2 separate regions of the Rattus norvegicus genome follow, and region 2 is linked to region 1. The links are chromatin contacts, called in public Hi-C maps. All regions are on one chromosome and are shown on one strand. Each heading gives the region's core, a stretch centred on a gene start, on an enhancer-like site or on the middle of the called end of the contact. The rest is flanking DNA. Distances are from core to core; before and after follow the strand shown.

Evidence for each region. A called contact is a pair of places that touch in the nucleus more often than the background predicts.
Region 2: a Hi-C map of Schwann cells shows a contact between it and region 1, with 4 times the contacts expected there. The contact joins the promoter of B4galnt3 here to the enhancer-like site in region 1. A contact is called at or near these places in 10 of 12 Hi-C or Micro-C datasets (the A7r5 cell line, the Rat2 cell line, Schwann cells and 7 more) and 1 of 1 datasets of contacts at active chromatin or transcription factors (oligodendrocytes).

The regions. Positions count from the first base shown.
Region 1 is chr4:155,103,882-155,106,684 of GRCr8, forward strand. B4galnt3 (beta-1,4-N-acetyl-galactosaminyl transferase 3) reads right to left here. Exons shown (of 20, transcript NM_001191976.2): 4 at 482-577; 5 at 1-89. Among named protein-coding and RNA genes, the nearest start is that of Trnaa-agc80, 36 kb to the right of the region's middle. Within about 2 kb of position 1,445, at least 6 of the 93 cell types and tissues checked have an H3K27ac peak or open chromatin away from gene starts, as enhancers often do. A contact at or near this core is called in the A7r5 cell line and Schwann cells, where this site is marked.
Region 2 is chr4:155,179,858-155,182,660 of GRCr8, forward strand. B4galnt3 (beta-1,4-N-acetyl-galactosaminyl transferase 3) reads right to left here and starts at 1,387. Exons shown (of 20, transcript NM_001191976.2): 1 at 894-1,387. The coding sequence starts at 1,062.

The DNA of each region.
Region 1 (2,803 bases), core at 195-2,694:
TCGGTAAAAGGGTGTAGGTAGCCAAATATGCGGAGGCCATAGTTGGTCCACTTGGGGGACACAGCCAGCTTCCTCAGGGTTGTGCGGATCTATGTCAAGAGAGAGGAACTGTTACTCAGAATCAGGGGGAGTTTAAGGATTTGGAGTTTGGCTCAGGGAGATGAGGAACAGCAGATGAGAAACTAGGGGTGTGGTATGGTGACCTTGTACAGCGCCCAAACGCACATCTGTACATGCTGCCCTTGTGCCCAAACGCACATCTGTACATGCTGCCCTTGGAGAAACATCAAGAGAGCCTGAACTGAATGAAACGTTGAGCCTCAGAGGGAAGGAGAAGACAGGAAAGATATTCTAAATAGAGGACGAGAGGGCCCAAGAGGTGGAGGAAATGAGACAGCCAGCGATGGACTGAAGGAGCAGGGAAGGAGGCAGGTGGAGGAGATGAGGTGCAGGAGACACAGAGGGTGGTCCAGGCACTCACATGGGGGTACAGCGGGAAGTGCAGGTTGCTCCTGAGCTGTTGGATGGAGCTGCCACACCAGTCTTCAAACACGTGCAGGTTGGCGTGGCCCTGGAACTGTGTGGGGCAGAGAGGGGACAATGAGTAACTAGGAGTATCCCACACCCATAGTTCCAGGAGCAGAGTGAGAGATGGACACAGGGATTCTACAGAAGGCTGGGCTCCCAGTCCGTGTGCTACTGGAAGATGTGGAACCCTTAGGAGGTGAGGGCAGTTAGGTTATAGGGCTGTGCCCCTGAAGGGGACACAGGATCCCCACTGCTTTGTCTTTGACTCACCAGTCCTTTGGCACCATGACATACTAAGCCTGCTACAAGCCAAAGGAACAGGGCCCGAGCAGGCCTAGTGTTAAACTCGGAAACCTTGAGCCTACACAACATTTTCTTGTTCATGGTATCGAAGGCATGCTTGTCACTGGGATGAAAAGCTAACACCAGCCCTGTGGCCTGACTTTTAAGGATGGGCGATACGCACGCATGCACACACGAGATAGATGCACACTACACACTCCTTGTTCCTTCTAGGCAGAAAGGGAGCCTCCCTGCGCTCAGACAAGGCGTAACGGCCACGGCAAAATGGCAGAAGTGACAGGAGGTGGGGGGAGCTTGGCTAGGTTCCAGCCAAGAGCTTGCCTACCACGCCTTCCCTGTTTCTCATGAGAGGAAGGCTCTGCAGCTGTCTGCCTGTCATGAAACCTTATCTGCCCAGTGGTCTTCATCCTGTGACTGGGGAAAGCATCTGAGCCAAACTGTGGTGCTATCTGGGGCCCACTCTGAGCTGTGCAGCAGCAGGGCCTCCTGCAGCTCAAAGGCTCCTAGAAGCACTGCCCTGGCAGAGGCTAGCTTATCACTCTCTGACCTGGGACCCGGGGATGTAGCCATCACTCACAGGAATGCAGGAAGTGTGTGGGGTAGTAGTGGGAGACGGGAGAGGCTCCAAGGAAGGAAAAGAATGGGGACATTATGCTGCTTTGGGGTAAATTCCTCAAGTCCAGCTTAAAGGATTCAGTTGTCTTCTCCAAGTGGTCTGCTTTTCTCCCCTCCCCAGGAGACCTCCAGGTCAGAGAGCTCTGGTCCCAGAAGGGCAGAGCACTCAAGGGGAACTCAAGGGGAGTTGTCAGAGCCGAGTGGTCAGCTGTGTGATGCCTGGAGCTATGATGCCAGACTTGGCATGAGAATGGGTTTGCAGTGAAATCAGCTTTGACCTGAGGGGAGGGAGACACCAATTTCTCACAGTTCCTACCCAGGCAATCTAGCTTGGCGGATAAGCATGAGGTGCTACAGGAAGCCCACAGGGCAGGCCAAGAGTAAAGAGAGAATTGGTTAGCCTTTTCTCTGAGGTAGACTTTACCCAGCGTTTGTCTGAGCCTCAGACTTTTGTGGGCAACCTCTGACTGTGGGGGTGTCTTGGGAACCCTTGGACACTGTCTGTCTCCCCAGACCCTGACTTACAACTACATCAGAATCTGTGTTTTGTGTTGTTCCATTTTAGGGACTTTGAACTAGCAAAGCTGTGGCACTCTGGCACATCGGCCTTAGCGGCCGCCCCCTCTCCTTTACCTGGTGTGGGCAAAAGGCCAGGGAAGGGGAGGGCTTCCTCCGAGCTTTAGTTGTGATGGCTTGGAACTCGCAATTAGCCATACTGTAGAAAGTATTTGTCGGATTGTCTCATTTGGAAGGGAGGATTTCGGGGCTCAGGAAGTGACTCCCTAAGAACACATAGCAGTTACTCTGTGGAGATGGTGGGAGCAGAAGGGGTATGCAGGGAAGGTAAGGCCTTCTCTGAGGCCTTCCATTCCTTTACACCTCTGCTGGGCCAGCAGGAGGAGGAGGCGGATGATGGCGTCTGTCTCCCCTGCCCTGGGTGTTGCTGCTGCCTCCAGGACTGATCTGATGACTCAGCTAAAAACTTCAGGTCATTGCAGAATAAAACCTCACCATGACTTTACGACTGACCTGCCTTCCCAGCCCTCTCCACACCCTCCCTGCTGTGCCGACCCCATCTCACTCCAGGCCTTTGCCCCCCAAACCATCAGGCTCTCAACTCTGCATGCTTGTACAAACGCTGTTTCCTCATTAGCCCCTTTTGCTTTCTTTGCCACATGGCAGGCTCCTTCCTGTTTATCCCTCAAAAGTTTTCTCAAATATGTCTCAGAGCCTCTGTGCCTTCCCTGGGAAGAGCTAACAGCTCCTTCCCATGTGTCCCAGCACATCTGAATTATGTGAATGAACAAATGCTTGTAGAGGCTGAATTCAGAGCAATCCGTTCCACCATTGAGGACTT
Region 2 (2,803 bases), core at 137-2,636, 76 kb after region 1:
GTATCTACCGGGAGGGTAGTCTTTGAGTTTCTTAAAACAGGAAAATGAAACCCAGTGAGAAGATGAAGTAGAACTTCCCCCTCAAGACTGGAGAAAGGCACCTGACCCTTCTGGAAACTTCTCTACTACTCCTTTCTGGCTACTAGACGACTTTTAATTTTATTAAGCCTATCAAAGATATATTGAAAGTCACTGTGGATAATAATCATATCCATTGAAAAGGGGAAAGGCCATCTCCTCCCGTTTTCCTAAGCAGACACTTGAGTGCTTTTATGAAATAAAAATACAAGTAGGAATTTACTCATGACAGGGTTGCCTTGGGCGAAGTCTGGGGAGTTGGTTAGATCCGCGGGTTTTGCGGGAATGTGAAAACACTGGAGGCAGTCTGAACCAGCAGAGAACCACGCATTCAGGAGGTGGGACCCTTGGAAACAGAGGCGCACGCAAGGCGGGAAGGCCAGGCGTCTGTCTCGGAGGTGCTATTTGAAAAGAAACCCCCGAAAGTTCAGCTGGAGGGGAAACAGAGAGTCAACCACGCCGGCAAGCCAAGGGCAAAGTTGAAGCGGCGCCGACCGCAGCTTGCGGCCGAGTGCGCGCAGCCCTGGAGCCCGCGCTCGTAAACGGCGCGTTTCTCTGTTCGCGAGGCTGTGGATTCCGCACGGTGGAAGGCGCCCCAGACCTTCACCAGCGCTCCGGATGTCCCGAGAGCGTCCCGGCTCCACTCTGCCCTGGATGGGCAAGCCAGGATCAGAGACCCTAGGCGGCCCGGACAAGCCCTGGTCCCCGGGAAAGCGCGGGGCGGCGCCGGCACCTGGAATCTACTCCGAGAGGCGGGTCCCCGCCCCGAGCGCCCGCCCACCTCCGCCACCTCCTCGCCCCCCGGCGCTACTTACTGTGGTTCAGGGGGTTCCCGCCGACCTGGGCCGACGCTACCAGCTCCAGATACAGAGTCCAGAGTCCCACCGAGACCACGGCCAGCAGCAGCAGCAGCCGGAAGCGCCTCCTTAGCAGCTTGATCGGGCGCAAGAGCAGCATCAGCAACGCCACGCGGGGGCTCCCCATGGCGCTATGCCCTGCGGGCCGCCCTAGCATGGGCTACCCGCCCGTCGCCCCGGCCGGGCTCCGCCGTTCAGCGCGGCGCACAGCCAGTCTCCCCGGGTCGCACTCCAGCCGACCGCCCACTCATGCTCAGCGCGCAGAGGTGATCCTCCGCTGCGCGGGTGCCTCGCAGGTCTTTCTCCGGCCGCGGAGTCGAGCTCCTCCTCCCCAAGTGTCCGCTCCACGCCTCTCCTCGTCGCAGGCCCGCCACCTCCCTCCCTCTCTTCTTTCTCACTCCTGCACTCTGCCCAGGAGGCTCTCCTAGTTGCCCGCCGGCCCCCGCGCTTGCTTGCTGCAGTTAGGGCGCTTTCTCTCAGCTCCGAGCATTACCTTACACCCTACCTGTCCCGCCCACGCCTTGGCCCCGCCCCGAGGCGCAGGTGGGCCCCGCCCCCTAGGTTGAGGGAAGGGGAGTGGTGGGGCCAGAGAGCTGGTCCCTGACGTAGTCACCTGCTTGGGTTTATGGCGGGAGGGTGTGTGAGGTGTGTGATGAGGGATATGGGAATGAAAGGAGATGCGAGTTAAGACATGGACTCTGTGACCCAAGGTAGTCAAGATATTTGAAGGCTCGCCTCTGAAGCTTGCCGTGGGGCTAAGACAGATTTTTTTTTTTTTAATGACCTCCATGACTTTGGCCTGGGGGCTTTTCTCTACCTTCAAAGATCCTAGTCACAATGGACACCTAATTTAATCTTAACTGTTTTCCAAGTCTCATTTGAATACTGTTCCTACCTAGTTAACCATACCTGAAAGGCACCAGGGGATCCTTTACAAGAAGTTTCTCCACTTTTAGGGATTTTCTTGGTGAAAGAATTTTGGAGAATTAAAAAGGGGAAAAAAAATGGAGGGGCAACTCAGTAGTAGATCAAATGCTTAGCATGCAGGAAACCCTGGGTTCCATCCCAGAAGCATAAAAGAAATAAGGAAATGAAAAAGGAGTCTGGTGGAGTTGTAGAGATGGCTCATCTGTTAAGAAGTGTATGGTGTGGGGCTGGAGAAATGGCTCAGTGGTTAAGCCTCTTCCAGAGGTCCTGAGTTCAATTCCCAGTAACCACATGGTGGCTCACAACCATCTGTAATGGGATCTAATGCCCTCTTCTGGTGTGTCTGAAGACACCAACAGTGTACTCATAAACAAATCTCAAAGAAAAAGAAAAGAAAAGAAAGTGCATGATGCTCTGTTACAGGACCTGAGTTGGGTTCCCAAAACCCGTTGACTCCAACATTCTCTTCTAGCTTCTGCTACAGCCTCCACTCACATGAATACACCCGAACCAAGAGGCACACATGTACACATGACAAATAAAATATCTTAAAAAGAAGGAGTACATGAAGAGGACACAGACACCTCTTCCTTAAGTCACCCGTTTCACAGTTGAATGTGCACCTACTCCCTTCTTTGTGCCTTCTTTTCTCTCATGCTCTCATGCTGCAGCTTTATTAAAACATGTTTTAAGAGGGCTGGAGAGACGGCTAAAGCACTAGCTGCTCTTCCAGAAGATAAAGGTTCCTTTCCCAGCATGCACATGGCAGCTCACAGCTCTCCGTAATTCCAACACTAGAGGATCCAAAAGTCCCATACAGACATACATGCAGGCAAAACACCAATGCACTAAAGATAAAATTTTTTTAAAAATACCTTTAAAACGCAGACAGAGAGACAGGAGAGAGGAAGTTGCTCAGGGTTGAAAGGGTCCTCCAGAAA